3 separate regions of the Zea mays genome follow, and regions 1 and 3 are each linked to region 2. Evidence: chromatin contacts called from public Hi-C data. All regions are on one chromosome and are shown on one strand. The core of a region is the stretch at or near the end of the contact, and the rest is flanking DNA. Distances in the headings are between cores, read along the strand shown. Region 1 holds the start of LOC100283604 (serine/threonine-protein kinase 16). Region 2 holds the start of LOC100279796 (putative ARM repeat-containing protein containing family protein). Region 3 holds the start of LOC100502035.

Region 1 (3,902 bases), core at 866-3,365, 140 kb before region 2:
CTACTATGCAACCTACCTTGACAGCAACGATGGCATGTTCAAGAAGAGGAAGTAAATTTGGATGGCTGAATTGAGAGGACACTCGGATCTCTTGCTGAACAAGCTCTAAGTGCTGATCACTCTGAACAAGAACTTTCTTGAGAGCATATGTCCCGTCAGCTGTCATATGACAAAATAACAAGAAGAGTAGGATTTAAAATATGATCTCGAAACACAGCAGAACCAAGAACACAATAAGATCCATAATGACAAAAGAATCAATATCTTATATGAACTGTGTCATCACTAAATTAGTATTCGGCTATTCACAGTTTGATATTAACAGGGCAGACCAGTACCGATGTATTCACATGAGTGGGATCTATGAAAGAAATAAACCAAGGCGAGCCTTCCTCTTGCATAAATGTGGATAGACTGCTTCGAAAACACAACCTGGTGACTCAGTGAGACAGCTCTCACCGGTGCACCAGTCCTAGTATTAATAAAATCGCATCACAACGGAACTTCTGTGGAAATTGTCTTGTATCCAGCAATACGCAAACTCTAGCAACCACATCCATAAATTGCATTTTTGTGGGCATGAAATACAACACACAGTCCAATTTTCATACAAGAGGCTAAACTATATGTTACTATTACTTTTTATCTTATATTGTAGGCAACATGGTGATTGCCTTAAGAGACTGCAGAATTTAGGGCATGTTTGGTTCACAGGCTAACTTGTCATACTTTGCCTAACTTTTCTATCTAAGGTTAGTTATTTAATTCGAACGACTAACTTTAAGCAAAGTGTGGCACATTTAGCCACGAACTAAACATGCCCTTAGTGTTGACACCAACGTGGGGCTTAGAGTGATGTCCGCTCAATATTGATATATTGTAGTTATGGTATATATATAATAAAGTTTGCAACATAGGACACTAGAATTCGACCAATAGGGACTAACGAAAAAAACTCATCCTGCAGAGTAAGACAGCCCCCGGGCATTATATTAAGAAGATTTTCTCATGTGGGTCAAGAAACCTCCGAACCCTGTCCCACCCATACAGTGTCACCGTAGCCCATGCGAGAAACGACAGCGACAACCCATGTGAGAAAGGACCGCAACCGACGCCAGGTCTTAGACCTGTGCTTTGGCGTAGGACGGATGGGCCACAACCTGAAATTCGCTCTCACGATGAGTCGAACCGAGAAGAAGTGCTATTAAGACCACCTATCTCATCAAAAAATGCAAAACTAAATATGTCAAACAAATTTTGCAGAGAATAAAGATACAGAAATCTCTCAGAATCAAGTCTGACATTTATTTGTGACTCTAAAATATGGTAAGAACGAAATTCAAAAGTGCATTTACAGAAACTAATATTGTTTACATCAAGCAGCTAAGGAAACGAAGCATGCAATTTGAAGAGAAAAAAGGATCATGATCTTAATTCTCACACGGAACAAGAACGGCACACCGAACAAGGAGGCCTAAAATGATCTTCACCATGAATTGTGAAATAATCCATCCAACCGTGAACAAATGTCATTCCACTGTCCAGCAGGCCGGATAGACCCCAGATCCAAACCCATTCGCACGTCGCCGCAAGGAACAACAGTCGGATCTCGATACCTTTATTTATGTATGAGAGAGACACCTGAGATGTGTGATGGGTCGATGCCTTTCTTCCCGGCGATCCCTGAGGCGCCGGGCTCTGACCCAGCCGTGCCGTCGGAGGCGGTTGCGGCGGCGACGACCTCCTTGACGAGGAAGACCGACGAGCCCGCAGGGCCGGCATCGCCGAGCCTGCGGAGCACGCGGAAGTGGTAGTCGTTAACCCAGACGTCACCACCCCGACCGCCGACGGTGTCGTACAGTGCGTTCAGCCCTGAGAAGGAGCACCCCATCGCCGGCGACGCAGAGTCTAGCTCGTCCAATTGTCCGTGTGGACGAAGAGCAGGCTACAGATGCATTCGCAGCCGGCGAGCGTGGGTTCCGGCAACGACGGATCTGCTGGTCAGCCACGCTGTGAAAGCAGATCTCGCTCGCAGCTTAAAACGTAGACGGGACGGGACACGGGACGGGACACATGGAGCACCGGCTTAAAACGTACTCCTCTCTCGAAATAAGTCACTAACCTTCGATGGTTAAAAGGATTTTTAAGAGGCGATGAGCTCTATTTTTTTTCCTAAAATATACTGCAATTTAATTTTTTAGACATCTTATTTGACTATTTAGTACAAGTAAAAAATTGATATAACGTTCTCTCCGTTCTTTCCGTTCTTTTTTATTTGTCGCGTTTTAGTTCAAACTAGTCTAATCCTCGTGCATTGTGACGGTACCCAACCATAGTTGATGATATTAATTGGGTGACTAAGCGACACTTAAGAGTTTTAATGGACACTCCACATAAAAATACCATAATAAATGAATTCAATGTCAAAGTAAACATATTGTTCATATACCAGATATTGAACTGGTAAGACATAGAAAAGCACAAGTACGTCAACAAGATCATTCCTGAAATAGTAAATACAATAAGGCTTTGTTTCAATCTCAAGAGATAAACTTTAGCTGCTTTTAGCTATTTGGTGATCTAAGGCCCTGTTTCAATCCCATTAGATAAACTTTAGCAGCTTTTTTTATCTACTTTTAGCCATTTAGTGACCTAAAGAGGAGAGCTAATGGTGTGTGATAAAATTTAGCACCTATTATCTTATAAGCTGCTCAAGGGGTGCTAAAAGTAGCTAAACGTGGGCCAGTGAACCCTATTTTCCACCCATACCCTCCAACCTTATTCCCTCTCTCCTCATTAGGGGCATAGGTGTCTTTTTATTCTAATGTGCTAAACTTTATTAGAGTAGTCTAAACACCCCAAGGAGCTAAACTTTAGCACTTCAATTTATATGGCTAAAGTTTAGCAGGAAGCTAAAATTTATCCAATGAGATTGAAACAGGGCCTAAACATGAGAGCGAATTGTAGTGGGATAAAATTTAGCACCTATTATCCCATAAGCTGCTAAAGGGCGCTAAAAGTAGCTAAACGTGGGCTAGGGAACCCCATTTTCCGACCATACCCTCTAACCTCATTCTCTTTCTCCGCATTAGAGGCATGGGTGTCATTTTATTCCAATATGCTAAACTTTATTAGAGTAGTCCAAACACCCTAAAGAGCTAAACTTTAGCACTTCAATTCATATGACAAAAGTTTAGCAGGAAGCTAAAGTTTATCACGTGAGATTGAAACAGAGCCTAAGTTTATCATCTAATGCTTAACATGCTTATTGAAATACGTACTTGCTCTTGCCTTTAGAATATCATAACAAACAATAAAAATATTTTCCGCTTTTACAGATCCTTGTACTCATCTCCAATTATATAGTTGGTTTCACTTAAAATTTAATGTGCAATGGCGGAAGAAGCGAGCGGAGGTTATTACAAAATGGGCGGGGTTTGTTGCTAGAGCGATAACTACGAGAACGTTGTTGTGCGAACAAATAGGATAGGGATGAGATATGATCTGAGACGCGGGTTGATTTTAAAGAAATATAAGGAGTTTTTATAAAAAGATGACGTGAAACGGCCGTTGAAACTGATGCTTTAATATAGTATAGAAAATAAAGTAACGAACGCCAAATATTAGAAAATGGAGGTAGTATTATCTATTTTGTTATAATTTATTTATTTATTATCATAAAAACTAAATAAGGTAAATAATCAAACATGATATAAGTTAAAAAACATTGTACAACTAATATAATGTTGAAACTTTATATATTGTCTAGTATGTCAATAGTTTTAAATAAAAAACTATATCCTATAAAACTATTGATTTGGTTGAGTGCTACAAACGTTTGTAAAAAATATTTTTTGATATTGTAAAAAATATAATGTCTTACACATGATTTAAAAAGACAA
Region 2 (4,133 bases), core at 270-2,769:
CAAATATTGTTAAACTCTTCTCATCCCTGACAAAACCCTTCCTATTAGACTTCAAGGTAAACAGAGCAAGCAGTGCACGACCAGCTGACTCCTGTATTGTTGCTGGCTTAGCCACCTCCATCAGCTTAATCAGTGTACCAATGCATGGTGCCATGCACCTCTTTGTGTCATCGCTCACAGTAGGTGCAAGATCAGCAATCATATCAGCAGCCATTTGTTGCAACAGGAAGCTACCAGAGCTGCATATGAGGTCTGTAAGTCGTGCAAAGAACAGTGGCGATGAACAAAGGATTCTGGTGGCAGCAGGGGCTGATGTAAGTGCGTGTATAGCACGCAGTACAGAATCATGGAGGTCCTGATCAGAGGCGATATGCAGTGCTTGTAGGAGTGGCGACAATGCACCTGCTTGCACAATCTGGTTCTGTGTCTTATGGTCTCCCATCGAAGCAAGTGCCCAGAGGCAGAGAGCAGCACTCTTCTGCGTCTCAGCAGTGCCACTGGCAAGCAGGTCAACAAGAACAGGCAAACCACTCTCCTCCACCAGAGTGGAGCGCACATCATCGACTGAAGAAACATTCTTAATTGCCGCCACGGCAAATGCCTGCAATGCGGGGGATCCAGACCCAGGACGGCAAGCATTAATCAAGATGGGCAATCCACCATAAGCCGATAGAGCCCACGCGCTGCCGGCATCACCAGTGATGGCCACAATGGCCGCAGCAGACCGCTCACGCGTGGCGGGCGGTGAGCCTGAGTCGAGCACGCGCAGAAGTGGGCCGAGTCCGCCTTCGTCGAAGACCACCCTCCGGGACGCAGCGCAGGCGGTCGCAAGGTGGGCCACGGCCGTGACCGCACGGTCCCGCAGCGCCGAGTGGGACGACGCGTCAAGCAAACGGAGCAGCGCCGCAACGTCCCCTTCGGTGGCGACGATCTGCGCGGCCTCCGCAGTAGGGTCGTCACCCAGCAGGTCGAGCAGCGACACTAGCGCCTTTAGCTTCAGGTCCAGCGACCCGATCTGGAGGCGGGCAAAGGCGTCACGGACGAAGAGGGACTTGTCTGCGTGCGGAGCCGCCGACGCAGGCACCTGCAGTACGATGTCAGTGGGAATGGACAGCTCGGAGTCGACGGAGAGCAGCCCCGAGCGAAGGAGCAGCGAGAGGTCGTGCAGGAGGAGCGAGAGCGAGGAGGCCACCATGTCAAGGTCGCTCTGTAGCCGCAGCCGCCCCCCGGGGAGCCCAGGGTCCTGGCACCGGACAGAGAGCGCGTGGAGGGAACGGAGGGCTGGGAGAAGCGCGGCCACCAGGTCGGCGAAGAGCGGGTGGGACGGGGCGGAGGCGGGCGCGGAGACGAGCGAGGACTGCAACGCGAGGAGGGAGGCCTGGAGCGCGCGCCACCGCGAGTGGAGCGCCCTGACCGACGCCGCGGCCAGCAGAACCGAAGGCAGGAGGTCCTGCAGGATCTGCGCAAGCGCGTCCGCGGCGGATGCCGGTGCCGCCGGCGTCATGGGCGATGGCGGCGGGAAGCAGGAGCGGACGAGTGGGGAAAGCAGAGGGAGAAAACACTACACATCACATGGAGCGCGGGGTGGGTCTGCAGCAACGGACGGACACGATTTACTTCCGCAGGAAGGAAAGCTGTAAAGCGGGGCGAGAGCTGGCATGCCGGACGATGGCTTTGTACGGCAGTGACATAACTGCTCAGCTTTATGGGGCCCGCAACGGGGCAGGCCTCCATGGCTTCTAGAACAACTATAGCATTGGCTATATGCAGATATTTTCTCTCTCTCTATATTCCACACTTTTATGTCACTTCAGTTAGATTTCACCCTCTATTTTTTTCATCTTTCACAGTGTTTCTCTCTATATTCTTTCATATACCTTACTCGACTATAAAATATTATTTTTCAACTCTATTCATCATTCATTACCATTTTTTTCCACTACTAAATTCTAACAAGCACGAAAATCGAGTTTAGAGGGCGCTACCGTGGACCTCTGGATCCGAGGTGAGAGGTGTAACACCCTAAATCTTATTTTGAGAATACAGTAAAATTCTCTAAAGATCTTGAATAAGAATATTTTTTAAGAATTCTCATAGCTTTTAAAGTCACATCTCCTAAAATAAATATTTTATAATGAAGATTCCATAAAAGGATTCTTATATAAATTATCCTTTGTTGAAGTTTATAAGTATTATATAAGGATAAATGTTACAACATCTTTTAATAGATATCATACAATAGAAACTATTTTTCTTAAAATAATGATGTGTGAGCTATATATCCAAAAGCATTTGCTTATGTAGGATAATAAATAAATAATATGGATACTGCATCACATGCTAAGTTTTTTTATTGTGCATCTAATTTGAGTTTGAAAATCCAAAATATATTTACAAGTGAATTTGGAAAATAGAGAAACAGAAACCTAAAAGGGGGAAAGAAAACCAAAACCTAGGTCGAATCACATGCTCCCAGCCCATACCTTCATTCTTTCTTTCACCTAGCCAGCCCAACCTCCTTTGTCCTCGCGCGGACCGACTCCTCTACTATCTCTCGTGGATTAGGCCAAATAGTCGTCCCATTCCCCTGTCGACTGCACAGCCTACACCGGTGGAGGGTGCCGACATGTGGGCCCAGGTGGGACAGCCATACCTCTCCTTCAACGCCTCTACGATTGGGTCACTGTCATGTGGGGCCCATTTGTCAGTTGTTTCTTCTAGGTCGGTCCGTTAGGATCATTTGAATCTCCCGTATCTCATCTCCCTCCCCGTGATACTCGCATCCGAGAAACAAACTCCATCCAAAATACATCCAACTACTGAGGGTGTTGCGTCATATCTGCCCGCCTTGCTAGCTCACCCCGCGGCTATAAATCTCGGGCCCTCGTCCCTCTCCTATCTTGTACCGGCGGCCGATGTCGAGCAGGGATTCCCTCGCCGCTAAACCAAGTGCCACCATGGTGGCCGCTGATGCAAAAGTGGATCTGGGATGGTGTTGAAAGGGAAAAGTGCCCTTGGGCAATTTCTATTATGTTTTGGTGATTAAGTGTCCAACACATTTAATTAAGTTCTTATGTGCTAAATGAAGAGAAAAGTGCAAGTCAAGACATGAGGTATGTTTCTAGACTTAGTACATTGTTTTAAGTACTAACATATTCTATCTAAGTGCTAGAAACAGGAAAAGAAAGAATTACAAAAGACTTGGCTGTGTGCAGCCAAAGTCCAGCTCGGCCTGGCACACCGGATTGTCCGGTGGTGCACCGGACAGTGTCCGGTCCAGGCTAGTTTCTGGTGAACAGGCCGCTCTCGGGAAAAGTTTGGTGGCGTACGGCTATAATTCACCGGACTGTCCGGTGAGCCAACGGTCGCCAAGCAATGGTCGGCTGCGCAATCCGCGGGCGACGTGTGGCCCGCGCCAACGTTCAGCAGGGGGCACCGGACAGTGTCTGGTGCGCCAACTGCCCCAGAGCTGCAACGGTCATCTGCGCTAGAAAAGGAAGGAGATCGGCACCAGACCGTCTACAGTGACTGTTCGGTGGCGCACTGGACTGTCCGGTGCGCCACTCGATAAAAGGCAAGGATGGCCTTCCTTGTTGGCCTCCAACGGCTCCTAGCTGCCTCGGGGCTATAAAAAAGACCCCTAGGTGCATGGAGGAGAGAACCAAGCTTACAAAAAACATTTTAAGACTCCAACTTCACGCATTTGATTCTTTGAGATAGTGACTTGAGCTCCATTTGAGTTGTGAACTCCGTGCGTTGTGTTTTGAGCTCAAGTTGTGACTTGTGTGCGTAGTTGTGCTGCGATTTGTGTCTTGTGTGCGTTGCTCTTCCCAACCTTACTCTTGTGCGTTCTTTGTGATCAATCTTGTAAGGGCGAGAGGCTCTAACTTGTGGAGATTTCTCACAAACGGGAAAAGGATATAAGGAAGAAAAGTCGTGGTATTCAAGTTGATCATTGGATCACTTGAAAGGGGTTGAGTGCAACCCTTGTCCATTGGGACGCCACAACGTGGAAGTAGGCAAGTGTTACTTGGTCGAACCACGGGATAAATTCGCGTGTCTCTTGTGATTGCTCTCTCTTTGATTGTCTATGTTTGCAAGAGCTCGTCTTATTGACTTGATTAACCCACACT
Region 3 (3,917 bases), core at 839-3,338, 240 kb after region 2:
CAGACAAAATTGAGCACATGATTCGAACTACTCCATGGATGGATTTGTCCACCCTTCTTTTGGATATAGAGTTGAAGATCACAAGACATAGATGTGAACAAAACACCTGTGGATCTCAGCTAAACTAGAGAATGGAAACTAGAGTTTCTAAACAAGTGCCAAATCAAAATAACCAAAGAGATGATTGTCTACTATGGCCCACCCTTCTATTTATAGAGGGTTATTTACATTGACTAAACTACCACGAGGTACATAGAGCCTATCCACTCTTCTGGAGGCAAAATGGACCAACTCCCGAGATATTGATCTGACGGTCATACGCTCCAAAAGAAGTTGCTTCGCCTCGACGCACTCTACACGATGATGACACATGCCGCCTTCGATTCCTGCTCGAACCGCACCGTCGAGTTTTGAGGCCCATATCGGTCAGAACCCGCCATCCGCAACGTTGGGTGGTTTTGAGGCTCAACCACCAAACCGCCTTGAGTACCGCACCGCATGCGCGTCCGCCACGTCCTATACACGTGTCCTGCCAGTCCATGACCATGCCGGCGACACGATCCACCCTAATGTCCTCACGACACTGCGTGTCTCAGGTGTCAGCCACCACGACTAGTCACCCCAGTCCCTTGGTCAAGTCCCAACGCTCATTCTTCGTCGCACCTGGTCCATCGGCACAAACCCGCATGACCTTCACCTTTGTCGCCGACCACCGTCCCTGTGCTCCGCACCTACACACCATAAGCCGACAGACATGGTTGTACAACACATAGCTCGTACTCTGGTTAGTCAAAGAGGCAAAAGAAGGGCTCAACACCACTAGCCAGACGTCAAAACCAAATCAGATCACTAAATCAGCACGAGTGCTGAAATCAAAGCTAGTTTATCCAGAAAGAGGCAAACGACTTAACACAGCTAGCGAAAGCTCCAAAAGGCTCAAATTTCTCCCCCTAGCTGATTTCCCTTGAAAAGAGCACAAGAATCTCAAAGTCTATTCCCCAAGAAAGGAGTTCCAAAAATTCAGAATCCCCAAAAATCCAGAAATTTCTCCCCCTTGTTAGGAGCCCAAGAAAGTCAAAGGCTCTCCCCTTTATTGACAAATGAACTCATCAAACACATCCAAGGGTAGAAACAAAAATTCCCCCTCGACAAGAGATCCCCTGAGAAAATGCAGAGATGCAAAAGAGAGAGTAGAAAATGTAGGAGCTTTAGAATTATACCAGTCAGAGTGTAAAGATGCTCTAAGTGATGTTGTGCTATGTGTGCAACAATAAATGCACGTGCTAGTAGACGCTCAAACTGATCCACCTTTCAAAGATTTTTTAAAGAGTGATCATAGACCAAAGAGCAGTTTCAATTTGGAACCCTTGATGTTTTGTTTCGGCAAGTGCCATAGTCCTTGGAGCTCAGTAGTTTTTTTTCTCTTGGAGCAGTGGGGGGTGAGGGTGTCCATTAATTTAGTAGAGAAGAGATTTGGACGACATGTTGGTTAGATAGAAGCAGAAGAACTTTATATAAAAGTGACGTGAGTGAAAACCATGACAACTTGTACTTTATAATAGTAGGGAGAGGGGTGGGTACTGGCCAACGGCTAGCGGGTGACGCGGAGTCTTGTAGGCGGTGGCGGATGAGCACGACTATTAATATAGTAGAGAAGAGATTTGGACGATAGAAGTAGAAGGATTTTTATGTATAATTATTGAAAAACTGTGATAACTGATGTTTTATAAAGATATAGACAGATATAGAGATTTACAACCAATATTAAAAGAGTATATATTTTAGGGATAAAAAATTAAAAATTACCGGTGTATTTTTTTAATTGAAGTCGAGGAGATTGATGCAGGAAATTGACCTTTTACACGGACCGCAAGGCTAAACTTCTGCATGGTTCGGTTGAAAGCGCCTACAAAGGCGTCCCTAGGCCTCCTAGCCCGTGCCGCGCAACGTCCGGCTCGGACACCGGAGGCTTTCTCACGCGTCCCGATCGCCTCCGTCCATTAAGGTCCGTGTTCGATCGGATGGCTTTCGATGACGAGGGTTTTGCCCCAGACGGTACAAATACGGAGCCTCCCACCCCGCGCCGCCACCGCGCTCTTTCTCTTTCCTCACGACGCCGCCGTTGGGAGCCCTGCTTCGGGAGAGCCCCAACCCTTATCAAACCCTAAATCAAAAACTACCCAAAAAAATCCGCAAAATCCAGAAAAAAATCCCAAAAATCACCACTTGATTGGAGATGGCGACGCAAGGGCAAGCGGCGGCTGGATCCGCGTCCGAGTCCGGCGGCTCTCCGGCTGCCTTAGCTGCAGCAGCCGCGGCGGCGGCCGCGTTCCCGGCGACTTCGCTCTACGTGGGTGATCTGCACGAGAGCGTGCAGGACGCGCAGCTCTTCGACGTTTTCAGCCAAGTCGGCGGCGTCGTCTCCGTGCGCGTCTGCAGGGACATCAACTCCCGCAAGTCGCTCGGGTACGCCTACGTCAACTACAACAACCAGGGCGACGGTGAGAACTCTGCAGTATTCTCGATCTGTCGGTTAGGGTTTCGGTGCTGCGGACGCTGTCGACCCCTTGCGAGAAGCCGTCGGATTTGGCGGTTGTTAGTGTTTAAATGCCGGTTCATCGATCGGCTGTCTCGGTGATGTTGTCACACAACAAGGGTTCGATGGCGTTTTGATGCGATTAGGATTGTAGCTTCGTTTGATGTGTTGGTTGCGATTGCTAAAAGTTGTCTCGTGAATTTTAGTGGCTTCATACGGTTAGCTTTAAACTTATATTAAAATAATTAGCTTGAGTGCCACACAACCGAAAATTACCTTGCTGGATAGATCCTGTGCCCTGTGGAATAACTTGAATAGGTGCCTATTCTTCAGAGTAGCTGAGTTTTGTCATGTGCAATTGTTTCCTGTGCTGTACATGTGAAGTTATTGGGATTCGTTTCATTCTGTTGAATTCATGTGGTTTAATGTGCTGTTTGATCAGTGGAGATGTTGGAAGTGATTGTTAGCTAAATTTTCTCATTGGTTAAGTTGGGTTGTGCTGGTTGATGGATATTGGTGACTTCAGAAAAAAATCATATATTAATCTATAAGAAACAATTTTTTCCAATTGTTTATGCGTGATATTTGTTGTTGTTGCTTCATTCGATAATATGTAATATATAAATCTATTAATTATATATGTATGCATGTACCTATAATTCTATATATACACATAGATTTGTTGCAACCTCAGATTATGTTATGAATGCCAAAAAACATCTATTTAATTACCCCTGATATATTTTTAAACTTTTATTATTGTCCTCGTTCCAAGCTATTTTGTTATGCCGAAGAGGTCTTTAAAATTCATGCGGTAAAAGATTATAGTTTCCTTTTTGGCCGCAATTGTGTTTCTGCATATGATATTTCAGTTTGGAGCCCCTCACACTCTTTATTCTTTATAGTCTTATATTGATCTGAGATTTATTGCAGCTGCACGAGCACTTGAACTGCTTAACTTCACTCCTATCAATGGAAAGCCTATCAGGATCATGTATTCTAACCGTGACCCTAGCTCGCGCAAAAGCGGCACAGGAAATATATTTATTAAGGTGTGTTCCTTGATTTCATCCTCTTTGCTTAACTTCTTGCGAGGTCATCTGTAGATTGCGTCAACTTCCTTGGGACTAGAAGGTTGCATAAGCTGACTTCTGAATTTTTATACGCCACATTGACTTTCCAGTTATGGTACCTGATCCCCTTTGTTCTAATTTTGCAGAATCTTGATAAGTCAATAGACAACAAAGCTTTATATGACACATTCTGTGCATTTGGGAATATACTTTCATGTAAAATTGCAACAGACCCTTCAGGAGAATCAAGGGGCTATGGTTTTGTTCAGTTTGAGAAGGATGAATCTGCACAGTCTGCTATTGATAAA

The links. A called contact is a pair of places that touch in the nucleus more often than the background predicts.
Region 1: a Hi-C map of endosperm shows a contact between it and region 2, with 2.2 times the contacts expected there. The contact joins the promoter of LOC100283604 here to the promoter of LOC100279796 in region 2. A contact is called at or near these places in 3 of 25 Hi-C or Micro-C datasets (ear, endosperm and tassel).
Region 3: a Hi-C map of ear shows a contact between it and region 2, with 2.3 times the contacts expected there. The contact joins the promoter of LOC100502035 here to the promoter of LOC100279796 in region 2. A contact is called at or near these places in 8 of 25 Hi-C or Micro-C datasets (bundle sheath, ear, endosperm and 2 more) and 1 of 3 datasets of contacts at active chromatin or transcription factors (leaf).

What each region holds. Positions count from the first base shown.
Region 1 is chr2:166,520,581-166,524,482 of Zm-B73-REFERENCE-NAM-5.0, forward strand. LOC100283604 (serine/threonine-protein kinase 16) reads right to left here and starts at 2,116. Exons shown (of 6, transcript NM_001156505.3): 1 at 1,642-2,116; 2 at 17-159. The coding sequence starts at 1,891.
Region 2 is chr2:166,662,448-166,666,580 of Zm-B73-REFERENCE-NAM-5.0, forward strand. It overlaps LOC100279796 (putative ARM repeat-containing protein containing family protein), which reads right to left and starts at 1,520. Exons shown (of 2, transcript NM_001152754.1): 1 at 1-1,520. The coding sequence starts at 1,504.
Region 3 is chr2:166,898,589-166,902,505 of Zm-B73-REFERENCE-NAM-5.0, forward strand. LOC100502035 reads left to right here and starts at 2,089. Exons shown (of 9, transcript NM_001350118.1): 1 at 2,089-2,501; 2 at 3,470-3,588; 3 at 3,756-3,917. The coding sequence starts at 2,237.